2 separate regions of the Rattus norvegicus genome follow, and region 1 is linked to region 2. The links are chromatin contacts, called in public Hi-C maps. All regions are on one chromosome and are shown on one strand. Each heading gives the region's core, a stretch centred on a gene start, on an enhancer-like site or on the middle of the called end of the contact. The rest is flanking DNA. Distances are from core to core; before and after follow the strand shown. Region 1 has its middle 690 kb from the start of Nr2f1. Region 2 has its middle 3.9 kb from the start of Nr2f1.

What was found. Hi-C and Micro-C count contacts between places; a contact is called where the count stands out from the background.
Region 1: a contact with region 2 is called in a Hi-C map of Schwann cells, with 5 times the contacts expected there. The contact joins two enhancer-like sites. A contact is called at or near these places in 1 of 12 Hi-C or Micro-C datasets (Schwann cells) and 1 of 1 datasets of contacts at active chromatin or transcription factors (oligodendrocytes).

Annotation. Positions count from the first base shown.
Region 1 is chr2:10,469,447-10,474,726 of GRCr8, forward strand. No RefSeq gene overlaps it. Among named protein-coding and RNA genes, the nearest start is that of Nr2f1, 690 kb to the left of the region's middle. Within about 2 kb of position 2,160, at least 2 of the 93 cell types and tissues checked have an H3K27ac peak or open chromatin away from gene starts, as enhancers often do. A contact at or near this core is called in Schwann cells, where this site is marked.
Region 2 is chr2:9,787,069-9,792,553 of GRCr8, forward strand. No RefSeq gene overlaps it. Among named protein-coding and RNA genes, the nearest start is that of Nr2f1, 3.9 kb to the left of the region's middle. Within about 2 kb of position 3,978, at least 50 of the 93 cell types and tissues checked have an H3K27ac peak or open chromatin away from gene starts, as enhancers often do. A contact at or near this core is called in Schwann cells, where this site is marked.

The DNA.
Region 1 (5,280 bases), core at 910-3,409, 680 kb after region 2:
TGTCTATATTTATAGTAGCTATTATCTAAACCCTTATTTCACTTTAAAAAATAGATATAGTGAAATGGAATAGAACTAAATTTAAAAGCCAGTGTGTGGTGTGTTAGCATATGCTTATGCTGTAGTGAAGTGGCTTTTATTTCTGATATTTATACACATTCCATTTCTAATGTACTGTTTAAATATTGAAAGCTAATTATGAATTCTTTTAGGTAAAATATTTTAAGTAGATAATAATTTAAAAATATATTAGTCTCTAAGGCAAAACAGTCTGTTTATGTGCAGTTATTTATAAAGTCATACTTTTTAATGAATCCATGTTCCCTAAACTCAATTCCCTGGTAGTGAATTTGATTTTAAGCATTCTGCTTACTGTATTAGAATCACAAAGTTACACACAGTGCCCTACTGATTTTCCCCAGGTGATTCTCAATCATACCAAACACTTTTGGGGATGAGTAAAAGAGATGAGAACAGATGGGATGTGATCCAACCATCTAAGACTAGATTCTGTAAACCCATCATGGCCTCCTTGGATTCCTTTGCTCAAGTGACCAGAGGAAGTTTCCACCATTTCCAACTTTATGGTTTTAGAGTCGTTGGAACTCATCCCATATTTCTCCATATTTTATTCAGTTACTGTAGAATATTTATAAACAGGAACAATATGCGTCTGTTACATAACAAATGGCCTTTGGGAAATAAGTGAAAGAACACAAGAAAAGAGAGTTAAAAGACATTAAAGAAAAAATGGGGGGGGGGGCGAATCTGTGACAAACAAGAATGCTTCAAAATAGGCCATCTTTTTCTGTAGTATAAAGAGCTTGTAACTGAGAAGAGACCTGGCCTGAATCATGTCACAGACACTAGCTATCTCTGACTCTTGGGAGTTTGTCTTTATCTTTGACCTCAAGTTTGATCAACTTGTGCCTTGGGAGAGAAGATGGTCTGTAATTAATGGGTGCCAGACCTGTTTCAGAATTTGCCTTTTGAATACAAGGTTGCTATAAGATGTTAAAGAAGGACAGAAATGCATATACTCATCACCAGATCTCTAATTATATTTGTTGTGTGTATAGTATAATGGGGTACCATAAGAATTTTTTCTAACTCGAGCTATGCATATTTTCAGATGACACATATATTTGGTTTAAAACAGGAGTGGACACAAAACCTTCGCTGCCTGGTGTTTTGTAGGATGTCAGTTGTATTCCTGTGTAATAAATTTACGTTATTTTAAATGCATCTCTCTCTGACTTTCTGCTCCCTTATCATACAAGCTGAAACTTTTTATTTTTTAACTAACAATTTTTACATCAGATGTAATATTTTAATTTCTAAACATTGTTACTCTGGCTTCTTCATAAGCATTTGACCAATTCTTGGCCATACAGAGGCTTTCTCTCTGCCTGTCACACTTGGGAGCTAGCCATTGCTTGTTATCTTCCATTTGTGGTTTTATCTTTTTTAAATTCTTGTCTGTGTGAGTGATAGGGCGCTCTCCTCTGTTAACTCAAACCCATTTATTATGTGTGTTTTATTTTCTAGTCTGCCAAGATCATTTTGAATTTTATTCTTAAAACACACACACACACACACACACACACACACACACACACACACACACACTCATATTCTGGACGCTCTACTTAATTTGGCACTCTTAGAGAATTAGTAAGCCATCATCCATATTAGTATCAAAATTCTAAAATACTGTTACTCTACAAACCTTGCAAACAGAAAATGTGCTAACCTAGAAGTAAAATTTTTTGGACTAGAGTGTGTGCCTGCAACGGTTCCACAAGCAGTTTGTAAAATTTGTAAGAGAAGCAGTGAGGTTAAAAAAAATAATGGGAGGCAAATAATAAGAGCTTTGTAAGACTCAGGAGCCCAAGAGAACAAAGAAGAAATGGGGAGGAAGAAAATAAAGATAGAAGCTAGTTGGATTTTTGGTGCTTTCAAGATTCAGAACCTGATGCTGAATATGCAAGTGTGGAATGTATTTGTTTAATTTGAAGCATGTAGTTTCATTCAAAAACCCATGAAAGAGGCTGCTGAGTGCTGGACGTCAATTAATATTCTTCCAAACGACTGGCAGGAAGCCACAGTGGACGTCTAGTCAGAGACAGTGTGTCACACTACTGTTGACTGTAAAATTAATTACCATTTCTAAACAAGAACTCTGTGGTACATATTCTTCTGGCATACTATACGGCCCTCCTGGCATTAAAGGTTACAAATAGTTATTTTTTAAAGTGCTCTTTAGAGAACTCACAAGTGAAAATATTAACAATCCCAATAATAACAACAAAAAGCACACTGCATGATGGGACAAGTCAACGTTGTGAAAACAGGACTGAATATTAAGAAGTGTCACCTACCTAAAGTAAGTGTTAGACATTCACATGATGGCATCAGCTGCTGATCCAGTGCATCTGGAGCTGTCCTGTCACCAAGGCATTGCTAACCAAGTCAGAGGCACAGACAAAGCTGCTTCATCATTAATGTCAGTAAAAGGATCCGGAGGAAAAATAGAGTCTCTGGAGACCTTGTCTGGACTTCTTGGAGCCCGAACAACAGTTTTTTCCAACAACAGTCTTTTCCAACCTTGGAGCAGCTGCAACAAAGGGAAAAAGGAGAGCATTGACTCAAGTTGTCACTAAGTTCAAAGAGGTGAGAATAGTCATGTGTGATGAACCTTTATAGGCAGAGTTATTAATGGGGAGTTCTTTTTTATGGCTTTTAAAAAATATCACATTTATGAACAGTGTTAAATTATCCTGGGTTATTGTTTGGCACATGTTGACCAGTGAGATTTAAGCTGATAAAATTAAAATCTATCTTTGTTAAGAGGTTAAGGGAATACAGAATTTCTGACCCTGCATTGTAGCACAAAGATTTAAAATAGCACTATCAATCTAGAGAAATGCAGCTCTGGCTTTTACTTGAGTGCAGACTGGTTCAAGGATTATATTCAGTGAGAAGTTATTAATGTTTCACAGAAAACCTAAAGGACAAATCAGATGCTGTCCTACAGGGGTCTGTCTAGGGTGGTGATATTTAACATTTTATCAGTCAGTGACTTGGATGATAAAATATAGAACATGCTCATAAAGTTTCATGGAGGATCTCTAAGTTGAGAAAGATAACAAGAATACTGGAAGATCTACTTTTAATTCAAGATGACCTTGAAAAGTCATAGAGTGATTAACAACCAGGATTATGACCACTGTTTAGCCTAACAAGTGAGGTTTAAATAACTAGCATAATGGTAGGCAAAGATGAAATGCACTATATATGAATGACTTGAAATGAAAGTGCATTTACTCTGGGAAGAAATGCACATGATGCTAGAATTTTATATGATATAGAGGATGATGAAGCATCTAGTGCACTAGTACTTAATTTAAAAGACACATAAGAAATTGGAAACAATTCATTAAAGACAAAAATCAAGAGTTATAAAAAGAAAGTGGGATTCCTGTGGTTCATGACAAATTGACATCAAATGTCATCCAATATACAATTAATCGCTAGTATCTCCTGTTTAAGGAAAGATAGATAATTTTCTTTAGTTTCTGGCTCCACAGTTGCTAGTTTTTGATGTTTCCTTATTTTCTCTTATTTAGAAGTTATGAATACAGTTCATGACATTTACATCTCACTCATTTTAATTTTGTTATAGAGTTCATCTATAGCCATTTAAAGATCCTATACAGACTGGATAGTGTCAGCATAAATGAATGAAAAAAGTTACATTGCAGGCATGACATATTTGTTCATGAGACATTTTCTAGGCAAAATTCAATTTGGATAGTTTCTTTATATCAGAAGACTTGATTTCATATACTATTATTTTTAATTTATTAGCTTACATTCTTCTAACAGGTAACAGGTTTCTTAGAATTATCATTCAAGTATACCAGCTACTTGAACTGTATTGATCCCTTGGCCTCTTTTCCTGTTTCTCTCCCTGCCCGCTAGTCTTTTTCATCCCTTCATACTTCCAACGCTATACCTTAGGTTTATATCAGCTTTAGAAGAGTGAGTAAAAATGAAAGAGCAAGGATCTGAATGCAGATAACAGGCAATTGGACATGTTACGAAGAGCATGCCTTAAGAAGAGTAAACCGCTTAGGGTTCAGGTAATAACTAAGCTAAGAGAGAAGAAGCAAAAACTTATAGATACTAAGGATTGAATTCAAACAGTCACAGAAAGACTTTTGATTTTCATTATTGCTTTTTAATTACTTATGTAAAGGATAATCTACATTCATGTGCCTTGCTACTAGCAGTTGACTTCATGTTAAAACCACCTCACCAGCATTTGGAAGTCCTGCTGCCTATGTTCCAACATCAAAAGATCCTGTGGTTCTGACTTAGGCGGTCTGGAGTATGTGCCTAGGAATAAGGATTGAAAAGCAGAGCTTGTCCCACAGTTAAGTGTCTTATTTGGCAGAGCCAGTGATGACATGTAGTTAGAATTCACACTTGTGTCTTCTCATAGTGGCCCTGTCTATAGCTCTATGGTTCTAGCTGTCTTTTGCTTAACTTTTGTCACTCTTTACTTTCTAGACTTTCAGCCGACTGCCAATTGACTGCTATTGTACATTGGTACCTCTGATTGATACTGCAGCTATCCTTCCCTACTTTTGCTAAGCCCTCACACATTTGCACTGCCCTTCAAGGCTTCGGTTCTAGTTTGGTTTTTTGTTTGTTTTGTTTGTGTGAAATCAGAGGATAGCATTATAAGACAGGTCAACATAGAGCAAGTTGGAATATGAAACTGACCAACTATATGCCATGTGGTCATATTTTAACCATCAATAGGAATAAGTTATGAGAAGAATCTCTGTGTAGAGTTAAAATAGAATGAATCACTTAATGCTATATAGACTGAAGTTCTTATTTCCTTAACATCAAACTTAAAACTCTGTCGTGTGTGTGTGTGTGTGTGTGTGTGTGTGTGTGTGTGTGTATGTGTGTGTTTCAGTGTACAAAGCTATGTTAAATAAATCCTAAAGTCAGTGTATATTGTTCCTATTATAGTATCTCACCAGCCACATTTTAAAAGTCATTCAAACCCAAACACTGTGTAAATCATTGTTGTGAACCAGTTAACTTGTAATGATAACTTCAGTTGAAATTCTAAAGCCTGGAGTTCAGGATAGAATGAAACTACAAACTGGTGTTTATCAAAGTCTCTTCTTTGTGGCTGTTCCATGTGGCACAATCACTACTCTGTTAATATCTTTCTATAGAAAATTAATGAGAGACTGA
Region 2 (5,485 bases), core at 2,728-5,227:
TCTTCAGCCGGGAACCAACACCCTCCCTCCAAAAAAAAAAAAAAACACCATATATATATATATATATATATATATATATATATATATATATATATATATTAACGATAAGAATACTGAGGGGGTGCCTCCTCTTTTTTTCAAGTTTAGTCTTCTCTCTTCTAGAGGAAATGAGTAAAAGAGAAAAGGAGGAGGGAGAGAAAGAGGAAGGGCGACAACTAGTAGACTATGTAAGAAAGGGGAGAGATAGGGCAAGAGGAGAGTGGGTGAGAGAAAGAAAAGGAGGGAGAGAGGGGCGAAAGAGAGGGGAGGAGAGGTGAGGAGAGGAGGGAGAGGAGAGGAGAGGAGAGGAGAGGAGAGGAGAGGAGAGGAGAGGAGAGGAGAGGAGAGGAGAGAGAAAAGGAGAGGAGAGGAGAGGAAAGAGGAGAGGGACCAAAAAATTGAATGCGTTTAAACGGGAGGACACTCGGAGCAATGTTTCCGAAAGGGGGATCTGCGCGAATGTCTGTATATAGTGAACTTTGACACTACTATTGAAACTGACACGTTTCTATGGAGATCGCTGCCTTATATGGAGCTCGTGTCAAGGAGCCAAGAGAAGGGCTGCTGGCAACTGATAATCAAAGGCGACTGACTGGTCAGAGCCCTGAATTGGGGCGGGGGTAGGGGGGAGAAAATGGGAGGTTAAGGTTAGCCAAGCCTCCTGCGCGCCATTGGTTAGAAAATCCTTTTCCCCTCCCCCAGCTACCTACAGTCTGGGACGTCGAGGGGGAGGAGGAGAGAAAGTGAGGGAGGGGGGTGTGCTTCTGACAAGCGTAATTTACATTGAGATCGCCCTGCGCTGCTATTTACTCTGAGACCTGATTAGTATGGGTCGTGTATGGTCACACACACACACACACACACACACACACACACACACACACACACACAGAGAGAGAGAGAGAGAGAGAGAGAGAGAGAGAGAGAGAGAGAGAGAGAGAGAAAAGAGGGGGAAGGGAGAGAACACGTAGCGATGGGAAAAAACAAGAAGGAGAAAGAAGAAATTACAGTATATCCTCTGAAAAGTTTTCAAAATTAGATTTCACGAGCGTAAGGAGTGTCACTGAAAACGTTAAGAAAAAATAAATGACGATGAAACCCCACCATTTTAATGATTTGTGAAGTATACTTGGTTTAGAATCTTAGTTCAGATTCAGTAGAATCTAGTCTGGATCCCGCTCATTTTATATAATTAAGAAAAGCCTCCTTTAAAAATCTGAAGTATATCATAGTTTCGGAGGTGTAATTACGACAAAGCACACGCATGAAATTGCAGCTACTACCACAAATTCGATCCGAATCGATGACTCCTATTCATCCCAAAGATGATTTTAAATAAACTTTCCAATCAATCCTGTTTTTTCTTCTTCATCATTCTTATCCCTGGGATGCTCCAACTTCAAACAATGCTTCAATAATTATTAATAAAGCATTAGTAACTCCTCATATTGTCGCGGAGCGGCTGTTAGTGCCGACAAGTCAGTCACAGGAAAAGAGCAAACGATGGAGAAGACAGGAAAGAGGGAGAGGGGTGGAGGGGGGGGGGACAAGAAGTGAGAAGAGGAGGGGGAGGAGGAGGAGGGGGAGGAGAGAGAGGAGGGGGAAGAGGAGGAGGAAGGGATTGAGTCTCTCACTGGTTGGGGTGTGTGTGTGTGTGTGTGTGTGTGTGTGTGTGTGTGTGTGTGTGTGTGTGTGTGTGTGTTGAAGAGTGTGTGACTGAGACCTCATTCCCGAAGGTGATTGGTCGCAAAAGGAGGGGCAAGCAGGAGGAGCGGGTCCCGCCGCAGGGCTTGCGGAATCGCTAGGTCCGCCTGCCACCTAGCGGACGGGAGCCGCTCCCAGGCGGCACGCAGCCAAGTCCCTCCTCCCCTCCCCACTGGCAGCCAGTTCCTTTTCTGCAAACGAAGACAGCACTTTGAAAATTCTTTCAATGGATTTTTTTTCCTTGAAAGATCATACTAGGGAAAACGATACTTCTATTAGTTACATATTCTCCAATCCCACACTCGCACCCCCTCGTTTTAAGATCGCTCCCCTAGGCAGGCTCAGGCAGGCACGGAGCCGCAGAGTGACAAAGCCGCAGCTGCCACCACCCGGAGTGGGAATCCCTCTTGCCAGCCCTCGACTAGGGAGAGCATAAAAGTTTGTCTCTGCTCAAGCGTTCCGAGCGCCCCCAGGTAAAGGTAGAAGTAAATGTCCAAGCTGTATCGAAAGAGGTAGGGTTTGGCTTTTAATACTGGTTCCCACTTTACATCTCACCAGTGAGAGCTTTAGAAAGCGCAGAGTGTTTGGAGCAGGCTTTGCGCTTCTTGGTCTCTGGGACTAACCACTTAGTGGCCAATGATCATTTTTTTTTAAAGAGCAAAATAAAGACTTTCTTATGTATGCCCCACAGCCCTTCCATTTGGAATAATGGAGACTGCATTCTGCTTGCTGCGGCCCATTGTACGATGGAGAGGCGGGACGTGGGGTGACAGGGGCTCCTGGCCTTAGCCTCTCAACTCTAATATTCGTGACCAAGTCTTCCGGTTCGTTTAAAGGTGAAAACGATATTTTTTTTTTAAAAAGAAAGACAGAAAGGAAGGAAGGAAGAGGGAGAGCGCGCGCGCGCGCGCGCTGTTTATATAGAAATTCTAAAATTTACTCCCCAAACAATCAGAGACAGGGAGTAGTGAGCAGCGGAAGGCAGCAAAGAAAGGGAAGCTGGGGGAGGGAAGAGGAAGCCAAAAGCAAGGGTCCGGGAACGGAGGCCTGCTGGGTGCGGGGTCTGCTCGCCTAGTCTCTCTCGGACTCTGGATTGTACACGGTGGGCATCAGAAGCGAGACTCGGCCAAGCCCTGCCGTACCAGGCAAGTAACGCAAAGATAATCGTTTCTTTGGAACTTGGGGTCTGTAGCCTTCGATAACGTGGCCAGGCAGAAGGACAATTCTTACTCGGCCTCGGCAGCCTAGAAATTCAGTCAAGGCCGCCCAGGTGGAACCCGGAAAACTTTGGTTCAGGCCTAGTCCGGACCGACCATCGCCCATCCTTGCTGCAGCACCTCCTTGGAGGTGAGGATCCCTGCCAGTCCATCAGTCCAAACCCAAAACAGGCCCTGTCACTAACTTCCCCCACCGGGAGCGGGAAAACTACGTGGGCAGGGGACCCGAGATTGTATCAAGTTTAGCATCGGCGCGGCCAGTCCGCAGCTGGCGGAGCGGGAGATGCGGTGGAGCCCGCTGGACTGAGCACCTGTGCCTAGGCGCGGCGCGCGGCAGACAGGACCTCGTGAGCTGCGCTCAGTCGCCCGGCCCGAGGTCGCCGCGCGTAAAGGCAGGCAATCGATGGCTGCCCGTTTGATGTGGGCGATAGTGTCAGCGGATTAAAAGGGACATCAGCGGTTCTTCCAAGCATAGAACCCTCGGTGGCCGCGGAGAGCTGCGAGGTAGTAGAGCCAGATTCCACTCGCTAGGCTAGGCGGTCTGGGGGCGGGGAGGGGGTCCCCTCCCAGGAGTGGGAACCGAGGTTGTCTGTGTGAAAGGAAGAGCTTCAATTAGAACCAACAGGAGCGCTAACGCCCCCCCTCATCCCCCCAACCTCCCTTGCGCCGGGCAGGGGCGCACGTTTGCGTCAGAGGGCGCGAAGGGCGGGCTCGCTAGGAGTGGGTGGGGGTGGGGAACGGACATCGGGGACCGCGCCGGGGGCTGGGTGGGCTCTTGAATGAGACAGCCCTGCCTAGAAGGGCTAGTCGGGGGTCAAGTCCTGCAACAAAGCTGCAGGGCCAGCCGAGACTCAGCGGGAGAGATGGCGCCCACCCATCTTCACTGTGTCCTCTCCTAGCGTTCCTACCCCGCCCCAAGCTTCAAAACTTGCAAAAAGGCCTCTGGGACTTAGATTGACCCCCCAGAGCGGAGGAAGTCGGCCTCTCCAGGCCTTGGGCGAAGCTGCAGGCTTCTCTGGAAAAAATTGCAATTCTCCGTCTTAGCTCTAGGAGCAGGGATGGGACGTTGTTGGTGCTGCCCGCAGCAGGGGAAGCCTCTGGCTTTCTGAAAGGCAACTGGTTGTGCTCTTTTGAGGCAAGTGCCCCAGTCTCTTGTGATGGGGGTAGCATGAAGGAGAGACTTTTTGAAGAGAGCCTTACCCACCTATGGGACTCGGTCTATTTAGGACTTATTTCCTGGGATTCTGTGCTCCTTAGAGCAATTGCACACTCACATGCGTTCACAGTACTGTCACTACCAAAATGGCTTCCCTAGGAGTCCAGAGGTCAGCTCAAGTCTCGGGAAGCCTTTGTTTCTTAAAGTCGTGGTTTGACACCAGCTGAACTTGTCCTAATATCTGTTGTTGGATAGGTCACCAAAGAGAAAACGCTAGGATTTTTTCAAGGGCACCAGAGCTCTCAAACTGTGAAATTACACACACACTCAGCTGCTGAAATAGAAAAAGCAGTTGCAATTCGCACCCTTTCCTCTTATGTTCTCCTTTCCGGATTTCTTCCTTCTCCCTATCCACTCTGTTGGCTCCACACCAACCAGAGGCCTGGGAAAGTTAAATTGAGTTTGGAAGTGGTTACTGGACCAGACTTAGTCTTGCCAGTGCAGGTGGAGAGAAGGCAGATGGGGTTCTGCTTTCCCCAGGGTTAGGTAGAGCCTTGGGGGAAGACCTGGGAAAGGCCTGAGACCCATAGCCTTCTTTTTGTAATTTTCTCCTACTTTCCAAGTTCCCACAGACCCGTTCAACACACGGGGGTCCAGTGCAAGTAAGAAAGCGCCCTGTGCTTGGGCAAAGGAATTAAGCTGTGGATTTACTATTTGCCTTATGAGCTTCTAGCATCATGGTTGGCTGTAAATCACCTTTCTAAAAAGCTTGCCACACAACACTTGATCCTTCAGTCAGGCATCTGGTAAATAGCTGGCGGGAGAAGGGAGAATCTGAGGGGAGGGTAGGCTGTGGCCGCCCATATGGTAGGAACTGGTGCTCCAAGTCTCAGAGTCTGAATCTAAATGATCTTTTTACCCTATTTCCATAGCTCTTTAATTTTAACTGGGTAGGAAAAAGGCTCGCCTTTTCTTCACTAATCCTTTGGTCTCTTTCACATTTCCAATTTGCTTTACAGAAAGACACCAGATCATGCATTTTAGGTTATTGTGAAGTCACACTGGAAAAAAATAGCTTTGTAAAGACATTTCATAAATCTAACTCAAGAGCCAATGAGATCTACTAATGGCCACATATGTATAGAAAATTCTCTGGTACACCACTTCCATACCCTTAAGTCATTCAAACAGTATTATTCTGTTTAGAGAAACCACAGGACAGAAATAACTCCCTTCTTAAGCTCATGTGAAGTGAGGAACAAGCTTGCAAACTCTGTGAGAAAGGTCAGTTCCTCTGATCTTGATACAGACTTTTCCCAGAGAACTTGTCTTAAAGGTATCAAAACAATTAGTCTCCCTTGGCATGAGA